3 separate regions of the Zea mays genome follow, and regions 1 and 3 are each linked to region 2. Evidence: chromatin contacts called from public Hi-C data. All regions are on one chromosome and are shown on one strand. Each heading gives the region's core, a stretch centred on a gene start, on an enhancer-like site or on the middle of the called end of the contact. The rest is flanking DNA. Distances are from core to core; before and after follow the strand shown. Region 1 holds the start of LOC100286256. Region 2 holds the start of LOC100280526. Region 3 holds the start of LOC542318 (sugary 1).

The links. Hi-C and Micro-C count contacts between places; a contact is called where the count stands out from the background.
Region 1: a contact with region 2 is called in a Hi-C map of endosperm, with 2.9 times the contacts expected there. The contact joins the promoter of LOC100286256 here to the promoter of LOC100280526 in region 2. A contact is called at or near these places in 10 of 25 Hi-C or Micro-C datasets (bundle sheath, ear, endosperm and 4 more) and 1 of 3 datasets of contacts at active chromatin or transcription factors (leaf).
Region 3: a Hi-C map of endosperm shows a contact between it and region 2, with 3 times the contacts expected there. The contact joins the promoter of LOC542318 here to the promoter of LOC100280526 in region 2. A contact is called at or near these places in 6 of 25 Hi-C or Micro-C datasets (ear, endosperm, leaf and 1 more).

The regions. Positions count from the first base shown.
Region 1 is chr4:42,771,909-42,775,345 of Zm-B73-REFERENCE-NAM-5.0, reverse strand. It overlaps LOC100286256, which reads left to right and starts at 1,279. Exons shown (of 2, transcript NM_001401776.1): 1 at 1,279-1,366; 2 at 1,529-2,718. The coding sequence starts at 1,547. The coding sequence ends at 2,551. It overlaps LOC100383143, which reads left to right. Exons shown (of 3, transcript NM_001175809.1): 3 at 86-1,028. The coding sequence ends at 673.
Region 2 is chr4:43,095,662-43,098,979 of Zm-B73-REFERENCE-NAM-5.0, reverse strand. It overlaps LOC100280526, which reads right to left and starts at 1,978. Exons shown (of 10, transcript NM_001153444.1): 1 at 1,695-1,978; 2 at 1,468-1,513; 3 at 1,248-1,360; 4 at 845-1,112; 5 at 418-479; 6 at 162-213; 7 at 1-67. The coding sequence starts at 1,706.
Region 3 is chr4:43,427,681-43,431,294 of Zm-B73-REFERENCE-NAM-5.0, reverse strand. It overlaps LOC542318 (sugary 1), which reads right to left and starts at 1,367. Exons shown (of 18, transcript XM_008680135.3): 1 at 702-1,367; 2 at 269-454; 3 at 55-147. The coding sequence starts at 1,064.

The DNA of each region.
Region 1 (3,437 bases), core at 30-2,529, 320 kb after region 2:
TTATATTATTTAAATACTGTGATTTATGTTTTGTTTTGGATGTAAGCTATTCTAAATATTTTATACTGGATTTTATGTTTTGCAGGAGGTATCTTCAAGGCGAACAAGCATACAGCAAGAAACGGAAGCACTGAAGCAGAAGTTGAGTTTCATTGACAAAAGAGGCCCTGAACTAGAGGCTGAAAAGAAAGTTGCTGCCGCCTCAAGAAACTTTAAGGAAGCAGGAAGGATAGCTGCAGAGGCAAAAGCTCTTAACTCCGAAAAGGACGAGCTGTATGGTAAGTTGGAGAAAGCCGCTACTGATCTAGAGACAATAGAAAAGGATATTGTAGCAACCACGAACAAGATACAGGAATGCGAAGGGCTTATTGAACTCAAAGGAAGAGAGTCAGCGTTGACAAGTTACAGAAGACTACGGTTAGACTGTGCTGCTGCTAGAGCAGAACTGACTGCTGCAGCTGAAACAGATGATAACGAAGAAGCTGAGATACTACGTAAGGAGGCTGAAGCTGCAGAGTCTAAAGCAATGGAACTCAAAACATGCTATGACCTCCAGGTGGTGGATGATGAGTTCGTGTTTCAGCCTGTAGTCCCTATAGCATTCATAACGAATTCAACAGGGCAGCACTTGGCAGAAATTGCGTCTTCACTTGGCCTATCTCCTCAGAAATGAAATCTGGCAGTGGATTTGTACAGTGCCAAGGTCTGTCGGTTGCACTGCGATTCAAGTCCTGCCAGTGCCGTGCCTGCGCGTATTGAGGGGAAGATCTCCTTCCAGGATGTCCTCCTCAAGGACCCCCCTTTATCTCGCAGCATTTGGAAATTGGAATCTACTCCTAAACAGAGTAAAGATCCTAGTGAGGATTTAAGTGTAAAGAATGTAATTCTTTTGTTGTGCCAGTTTTGATTGAATTGCAGTGACATGCCATCATCATCAACCAGTACGTAATCATATTTTTGTTTTGAGAAAAAAAAGGATGTAATCAGAAGAAAATGTCCAGGAATGAAGCTTTTCATGCATTTGCCTCACTCTGTTGGTGACAGCTGCCATTGGAATAAACTGACCAGTAACAGTAACAGAGTAACTTGAACTGTGCCATTAGAAAACTGAACGTCTCTCATGTTTGCAGCTTCAGAGAAGTCTTGAACATTAGGTACTTTAGCAGGAGGAAATGCACCGAGCACAGAGGTAGCCATGGGCCGGCCCATGGGCCATACGGGCCTATTTTGCCTCCTCGTTGTGGGAGTAAGAACGGATGCATGCAACAGATAATCAGCGCTAGCTATCCCCTCATCGTCTTCTCTTATCCTCACTCGCGTAGTCGCCTCCCTCCTCTTCTCTTCCGCGGCCTGGTGCAAGACCAAGGTGAGTGATTACTGTCGGTAATACTTTGTCTACCCTTAGCGCACGTAGCGTGATGCATCTCGCTCCCAATTCTCTGCGGCTAGGGTGTCGTTCATTGGCACTCTAATTCGCGCGCGTGTCCTGTTCGATGGAATCTCAGAAAGAGTTCCGGTCTTTCGACAGAGGGAGGAGGAGGCCACGATGGCCGGCAGCGTCAGCAACGGCAGCGGGAAGAGCCTGGCGCGCTGGCTGCGGGAGAACGGGTTCGACGACGACGCCGTGGCGCGCATGTCCAGGCGGTGCAGGAACCTGCACAGCCTCGACGCCGGCGAGGCCCCGGGCGTGTGGGACTACCTCCTGACCGGCGTCAAGATGGAGCGGCGGAAGCTGCGGCACGTGGTGGCCAAGTGCCCCAAGCTGCTCACCCTGTCCGTGGACGGCAAGCTCGCGCCCACGGTGCAGTGCCTCGCCACGCTGCAGGCCAGGCCCGGGGAGGTGGCGCAGGCCATCGCCAAGTTCCCCCAGATACTGTTCCACAGCGTCGAGGAGAAGCTCTGCCCGCTCCTCGCCTTCTTCCAGACGCTCGGCGTCTCCGAGAGGCAGCTCGCCAAGCTGCTCATGGTCAACCCGCGCCTCATCAGCTACAGCATCGAGGCCAAGTTCTCGCAGACCGTCGGCTTCCTCGCCGGCCTCGGCGTCGACAGGGAAGGCATGATCGGCAAGATCCTCACCAAGGAGCCGTATATCATGGGGTACAGCGTCGACAAGCGGTTGCGCCCCACTGCCGAGTTCCTCAAGTCGGAAGTCGGGTTACAGGGGCCAGATCTCCAGAGGGTGGTCATGACCTTCCCCGATATACTGTCGCGAGACGTGGATAAGATCCTGCGGCCCAATCTGGCGTTCCTACAGAGCCGCGGATTCAGCAGGGATCAGGTCACGGCACTGGTAGCTGGTTACCCTCCTGTTCTCATCAAGAGCATCAAACATTGCCTGGAGCCAAGGATCAAGTTCCTGGTCGAAGAGATGGGGCGGGACATGGGCGAGGTGGTAGGTTACCCCCAGTTCTTTCGCCATGGCCTCAAGAGGAGCCTGGAGTACCGCCACAAGGTGCTTAAGCAGATGAACTCGAGCTGCAGCCTCAGCGAGATGCTAGACTGTAACCACAAGAAGTTTGCCATGAAATTCGGTTTGGTCGCAGCAGTTTAGGTACTCAACTTTTCTCTAGTCCAATCCAAGGTAGTTTGTTTTATTCTCAGGTGAATCTTTCCGTTTGTACCGTCAGGTTGTGTTGTTCTTTTGAACATTTGGGCAATGATAACTAATAATTCAAGGTCCTTTACAAGTATCAACTGGTATCTTTGACACCCTAAGTACATAAAATCTCTATGTTCTGTTTGAGAGCAAACAAAATGCAAAGCATGTGTGTTTTCTTCTCTTGATACCTTAGCAACCAGGTTCCCGGATCGATGTGGTCGAAGAACGGGGACGTGGTATGTCAATGTGGTATGGTACTTAAAAAAACACTACAATGACGTGATTGTTCCCAGAACGAGGAACATGGATAAGTTCCACATCGGTTTGACGGTTTCTAAGGTTGGTGTTAGAATACTCGTTTAGGGTTTGGGGTCTTCCCCGTGTAATGACCATCTCATCCCTCTGTAATGGGCCTGGCCCAGTTTACTCAACCTATTAATACATCACCCAACCCCTAGGGTTAGGGTTTACTATTCCAATATGGTATCAGAGGAAAATTCGGTCTCTGCTCCCAGCCGCCAGCTCCTCCCCTGTTGGTCGCCGCCCCTTCCCCTCCACCTCCGACCAACTCAGGCGCCGCCGCCCCTGCAGGTCGCGTCCTAGCCGCCGCCTCTGTCTTCTCTCTTCTTCCCTCTCTTCTCTGCTTGCCCGCGGAGCCGTGCGCCCCTGAAGCCGCGCTGCCAGCCGACCCCGCGCACTCGGCCAGGCCCCGCGCGACCCCGCCCCGACATCCGCACGCTCCAGCGCCCTGCGCTGCCACCGCACCAGCGCCCTTCCGCGCGCTGCCCGAGCCCACGCGCGCCAGGAAGCCGACGTCGAGCCGCCATCTCGCCCAGGC
Region 2 (3,318 bases), core at 729-3,228:
ACTGTGCGGAAGCCAAAGTTGATGTTGTGGCAATTTGGACACTCCCAATCATTATCACGGCCAGCTCCTGCATCAGAAGTTCAGAGGGATAGGCAAAGAATTCATCACGTGCCAACCACATTAATATAAATAAGTCAAAATACAAATTCAATAAGATATACCTGCAGACTTCTTCTGAGAATCTTCATCAGAATATGAGCCAGCTCTCGTGCCCTTTCAAGTTCAAGAATATAAATTTAAGGAATCATAACAGTTATTCCCATGTAGACACAATCACAGAAATCATATAATACAAACAAAAAATGAATTAAAAGTAGCAGAAACAAACATGTTGAAAGTTCTTCATGTAAGGATAAACAGTAGTTAAATTAGCGTGAGGTAATAGGTATACAGAAGAAAATTCACAAGAGCACATACCATTGGACCAGAACCAGCAGGTATTAGCCCATACCTGTCCATGGGCATTCCATACATTCCACCTGTTTATTGGATAATAAGCAAGATAAATCTTGTGAACAAACATGTGGGAAACATAGGACTGAAAAAGATGTATCAAGTGTCATAGCCTCAACCAAATGAAGTGGCTTAGAAAACATGTGGCAGAACACAATGGTACTGCAAAGGGTATTATCTATTGCCAGCATTTGTGGAAATGAAGATCAAGTGAAAATAAATTGCATTGTTCATATTATGTAAAACTAATAGTTTAACACACTATGATTTGCATAAAAGTCGTTACCGAAAGCACCGGATTTGCCTATTTAATTTGATAGCTATATTAATTAATGCAAGGGCAATATAAAAATAGGGCATGCCTCCCATAGCCAGAAGCCCAGTTACCTACCTGCTCCCATCATAGATCCACCAGAGTATGCGGTTGGCCCAGCCATTTGCATTGGCCCGTAGGGGCTCCCCATTGATATGCGGCCACCATATCCATATGGATACGCAGAACCCCCAGGGAACTGTGTGATACCATAGCGCGTCATTGCAGGCCCGTTAAACATTGAAGAGCCATATGGGGGAGCACCACCACCAAGGTACATCGACGGTGGCGTCCCTGGGCTCATGTAACCTCCTGATGTGGGATAGCGAGGCGGGGTCTGCATGGCCTTCTGAACAGAAAGCAATAGCAGCACCAGGTAAATGCAAACGGGCAAGCAACAAGCAGAAGTAACCACAGGTACACTATGCGCAAAGCAGCAAGCCAACAATCTGCAGTAAAGCGAGGTGAAACCATCATGTACCGTGTGATCTGCTGGCCTGGACTGGTTGCAGTTGCGCATGTTGCAAGTGGTGCGAAAGGCGAAGTTAACGTTCTTGCAGCTGGGGCAAACCCAGTCGTCCTCACGCCGGCTGCCTGAGAAGGAGGTTTATTGTCCCACGCCGAGGGGAATTCACTCAGATGCAACTTATAGATAGATACGGAGAGTGAGATAACGAGGCGGCGGAGCAAGAGCAACCTACCGTCGGTGCGCGCGCGCTTCCCGGCGGACTGGCTGCGGCTGTCGACCTGTGAACCCACATACTAATTCGTGAGACCACGCCGGATAGGCGGGATCCAGAGGGGGGTCGACGAACACAGAGTGGGGAGCTCAAATAACAAAGCTAACAAGCTTCCAGCGCGACTGATGGGCGACTACACTGACTCGAACCCTAATCGACCGGCGGAACCGAGGAGGTGAGGGCGGTACCTGAGAAGACATAGCTGGCGATGAACCGGTGGCGGCGGCGGCGGGCGAACGGCGCGGCGAGAAGCACGTGCTCCTTGGAACGGGAGGGACAAGCGCAGACGAAGCCGCGGTGACGGGCGGCGGGCGGGGAGGAGAGGAAATTCGGCGAAGCGGGCGGAGGACAGGGAATTCGGCGAAGCGGGCGGAGGACAGGGAATTCGGCGAAGCGGTAGCTAGGGTTTTGCAATTGCAGTCGTGAATTCGGCTTCGAACTCAGGTGCACATCAGATTAGGGGTCCGGCTTCGAACTCAGGTGCACATCAGATTAGGGGTCCCTTTGGCAGGGTTCTGGTTTCTTCAAAAACGGCTTGGGCTCTGACTCACGAGCTGAAACCACTTATTTAGATGAGCCAAAGCTATTCTAAAAAAATCATTTGGCAAAACGGCTTATAGGTTGTTTTTCAGAAAGACCCTTGTACAGTTTATCTCTCCTGTACGTGGCTAGGGATTAAGGGCAAGACCAAAAAAATAATTTGGACTGGTGGAAGGGCTATTGTGCAAAAATGACGTAAGCTGAAGCCGGGTGAGCCACTTTTTTGGCTCATACCCTCTAGTTCATTTTAGAAAAGCACTTCACTGGTGAAGCCATTTGAAAAAGAGATGATTGACACAACTTTTGCATGAGCCAGAGCCGAAGCTGAAAAATAAGCCCTACCAAAGAGCTCTAGGTTTTGCCAGCGCCGTCCGCGTCGGCCGATGTACCTGACTGTGACGGGGTGGGGACACGAGACGGTAACTCGCACAACACAGCGGGCCCATATGGGCCCATATGACTACACGAGAGCTTCATAGAGCGGGGCTAGATATCAGTGAAACTATATTTATTTTTATATTTTTATTCAGAATTGAATTATAGCTTCCGATACGAATTTAAATACGGATGTTTTCGATACAAATACAAATAATCATGTGTCGAATACGAAATTAATCAGACACAAATAGCGTTTGTAATAATTTTTTATCGGATATCATGTAAGACATCATTCCACACATATTACCGTTATTGTAATGATTTAGTCACTTCTAAAATCTAAATATTTTTAAGGATTATACGTGGATATATGGTGTGTCTCTGTAAATTTTTATTAATTTCAGAGGTTGTGTATTATTAATTTATTTATGCAAAAAATCACCAAAATACAATTAAATTCATAAAATATTCTAGTGTTGATTAAAAATTGCAAATAAGTTATCAAGACTAATAAACATTTCTTTAAGAACATAGCCTTAAGTCTCCACATGAAAATGATAAAGTGAAGTATTTATAATATTAAAACTTGATACTTAGAGAGATTCACGTGTAACTCATGCAATAAGTGGAAGTAAAATAGAATAAACGTTGACATCTTGTAAATTTTATGGTCCAACCATTTTTAGGATTATATGTGGACATATCTCTATAAAATTTCATGAATTTCTGAGGCTATTTATATATTATTAATTTTTCTGTTGAAACAAAAAACAATTAAATTCATAAAATATTCTAGCATCGATCAAAAATGCAAAAAAAAATTATCAAGACTAATAAACATTCTATAATAATATACCTTAAATCCCCACATCAAAATGATAAAGTGAAACATTG
Region 3 (3,614 bases), core at 118-2,617, 330 kb before region 2:
TACAGCATGAAAGCAAACAGGAAGGTAGTGTGAGCGAGAGTAGTTCTGGCTTACCTTATTATAGGGAAGAGGGATCATACCAGCCATTTGAGGCCAACAACTACCACCAGGCGCAGGCACACCATATTCACCTCGGCTTACCACTGCCTAGAGAAAACAACAACAAGAAGAAGTAAACAACTAAAACATGAGCAAGCACCCAGCAATCAGTTTCTGAGTGTGTCACAGCTCACACGCATAGCCAAAGTAAAGGACAACAGCCCGTCACCTTAGCGTATGGATCCACCACAACGTTGGACACATCGTAGTACTGTCCGCGCTCAGGGGCGAACACGCCATCGAACCTGTATCCGTAGAGCATGCCGTGCAGCTGGTCCCCGTGGATGAACACGTGCCACACGTTTCCCGTTCGGTTGAGCAGGGGATCGAGGGGCACCTCCTCGGTCACCCTATCCTGCATCATACCAGGAATACAGAGAACTCAGTCCATTTCAGCACCGGCGTATGCTATGAAGCCAAACAAATTAGCGTACAGCATCGGAGAAGCAAGTTATTCGAGAGAGAGAGAAATAGAGGAGTAAGTTATGAAGCCGACTTCCCTTCCATTCAAATTCCAAAAGAGAAGAAGAACGACACAGAAGGATCGCAGCACGCGTTGCAGAAATTGCATTCATCAAAGACTAGGGGTGGGGGATGCTCACCGCCTTGAGGTCGCCGGGAGCGAAGAGGCACAGCGACGCGGCGGAGGCACCGCTGGAGTAGACGGCGAAGTTGACACCGCCGCGGAGCGCGGTGGCGCCGAGCGGCGCGGGCATTCCCGCGAGCACCCGGCACGCGCCGCCCAGCGCGAACCTCTCCTCGGCCACCTCCTCGTCGTCGTCGTCGTCGTCCTCCTCCGCCTGCACCGCCTCGGCCACGGGCCGCGCGGCGGCGGCGTGGAGAGACAGCCGCCCCCGCCCCAGTCCCGCCACATTGGGCCGGCCCCGCACGCCGGCGCGCCACCGGCCCGCGGGCACGGCGAGCAGCGGGCGCGGCGACGAGACGCAGGGGAGCTGCTGCGCCATGGGGAGAGGAAGTGGAGGGGAGGGAGCCCAGTTCGTTTGGCTTTGGCCGATCAAGTAGTGCGTTCGAGTGGAGTGTGTGACGAGACGAGGTGGATGCGACGGAGCGCGGCTCGTCTTGGCTCCCGTGCGCGACGGTGTGAGGAGGGGCGGGTCCGGATCACGCACGCCGCCCGCTCGCTCACGCAGTGACGCTGACAGAGTGGGGCCGGAGCCTCGGATCGGCGGACGGCGGGGTCGGAGCGTGCGTTTTTTCACAGCCGGAAGCGTCTGCGTCTGCGTCCGGCCACCGTCGTCCACTCGGCCCGTGTCGTTTTTTCGCAGCGGGAGGCGGACGTGGGCTTTTTCTGTGGGGCCCGCGTACTGGCAAACACGATCTAGTTGCCGCTTTTCAGGCACTATACTATTCCACTTTTTATTATTTATACTCTTATATTCACCAAAAGAAAAGAACTAAACTTTTTTCATACTTTCACAGTGATACTTTATACATATACATATACATATAATAAGGTCTAGTTTGACAATCCTATTTTATCAAAAGTTTTACATTTTTTCAAAGAAATTAGTTTATTTTCTCTTGAAAAATAGGAATTTCTCAGAAAAATAGAGTTTACAAACTAGTCTTAAAATAATAAACCAATGCGATATTTCTTTTAAAAACGAGATATATGTATCTTATATTAATATACATGTATGTGGAGATAACAAAGGCTTGCTCAATTTGTACGGTGTGGGTGGTTAATTAACACAAAAGAGAATTCTCTCTTACTATGGTCTAGTAAAGTGACAATATAAATAAAATAGAAAAGGAAGAACCAAAGAGGATCTGAAGGAACGTACTCGGCAGCAGTCCCTAAATACTAAGAACTGTCAAACATATCTTTGGAGTTGGTTGATGAGATGGATCTAAATACTAAGAATTTGATTATTATGGTGTCTCAGCATGTGCTGTGCTATTTGAATAAGTAGAAATGAATTAATATTTAACAAAGTACATATGTTGACTTATTTGCAGGTTTTATTTGGAGGAACTCATTGGCTCAGACTCTAGACGCAGCTACAGAAAAGTGAAGAAGCAGCTGATCTTTTAATTAAAATCTGTCGTTATCTGAAGTTGGTGGCCACGCAGTTTTTTGCTTATCAGGGTTGGAGGTTTTTAAATAGGATTGAGTTGTAATGAGCCGTTTTTTAAAGTGAGTTTGAGTCGCTGATGAGTAGGGGAGTTATTAAGTCTTCTAGACTTATAATTTTGTTATGTTTTGTGAGATGTTTTAGATTTTTTTTTAAGTTATGTGAATTTGCGCTTACCCTCGAAATAGTAAAACCGGATTTTGGTCTATTATTTATCTAAAAAAAGAAGGTAGCAGTCCCTAGAAAATCTGGGAGCCCCTCTCCCTCGGCGCGTGTCCGGACCCGGGAGTGGGCCCCGTGGACATGGGCTTTTCTGTGGGGCCACCGTGAATCAAAGGGGTGCAGCGAAAGCTGCGAAACGTGAACGGGAGCATCACCGTCACGGCGTCGCCTAGATCCCCGTCGTTTCCCGCAACGGACGCACGCTCCGTGCACGGTGATCCATCTTTTGGTGCCGGCTGGTTCGTCGAAAGGAGGTAATAAATTAATTAATTACTAGGTTAGTTCCCGTGCGTTGCAATGGGAACATATTAATATCATGATAACTTATATATAAATGTGTTATATTGTTATGAAAAAAGATTTTGTAATTCATTGGTGATCCTGGCTATACATATACATTTTGTTATTTTAATCTACCTGTTTTACCACTACATTGCAACCATCAATATCATGCAGACCTATATATATGATAGTTCGGTGTCTCTGCGTTGCGACGATTTGCGACGACTCACAAATTATTAATAAAACGCGAGTGCACAACAATTACATGAAAACAAACAATATATCGACAATCGTACACTAATATATTCCTTTGTAGAGATATTGATAAGTCTTTTGTATGTTTGCATGAAGGATGACCCTTAGTGCATGGGCATTTAGGATTTAGCAACCCGCACGGTCCATGCATCATATGCTTTATAACCATCTTGTACAGTTGTGGGTACTTTTTCTTATCAGAGATCTCAGCCTAAGTTGGTAATACAATATATGACGATGTATCATGACCTCCATAGAATAATTTTGTATTGCAGGGTGAAAATTATAAAAAGGAGATCCTAAGCCTGTCATAAGGGGACAATGAGTTGTGACTATCAAAATTATTTTAACTCACAAATATAACCATTTTATCTTTTATGTTGCGAGGATATATGTTGTGGCATGATTTCTACATTACTTACATATGGATAAGTATTATGACAACATTCAACCCATCTAAAGATGAATCCTCTAAAACAGGTAGAGCAACTGAAGCAATTTAGAGAAATAAAATATTAGTGCACAATGCTTGCACGAAAACGAACAATACATATTATCTTAACCTCAATATCTCACAAAAATTTTATCAATAACCAATACACAACTAAACCAATACAAAGATCATATTCACTTTAAAGATTCGTACACCATAGAGAGAAT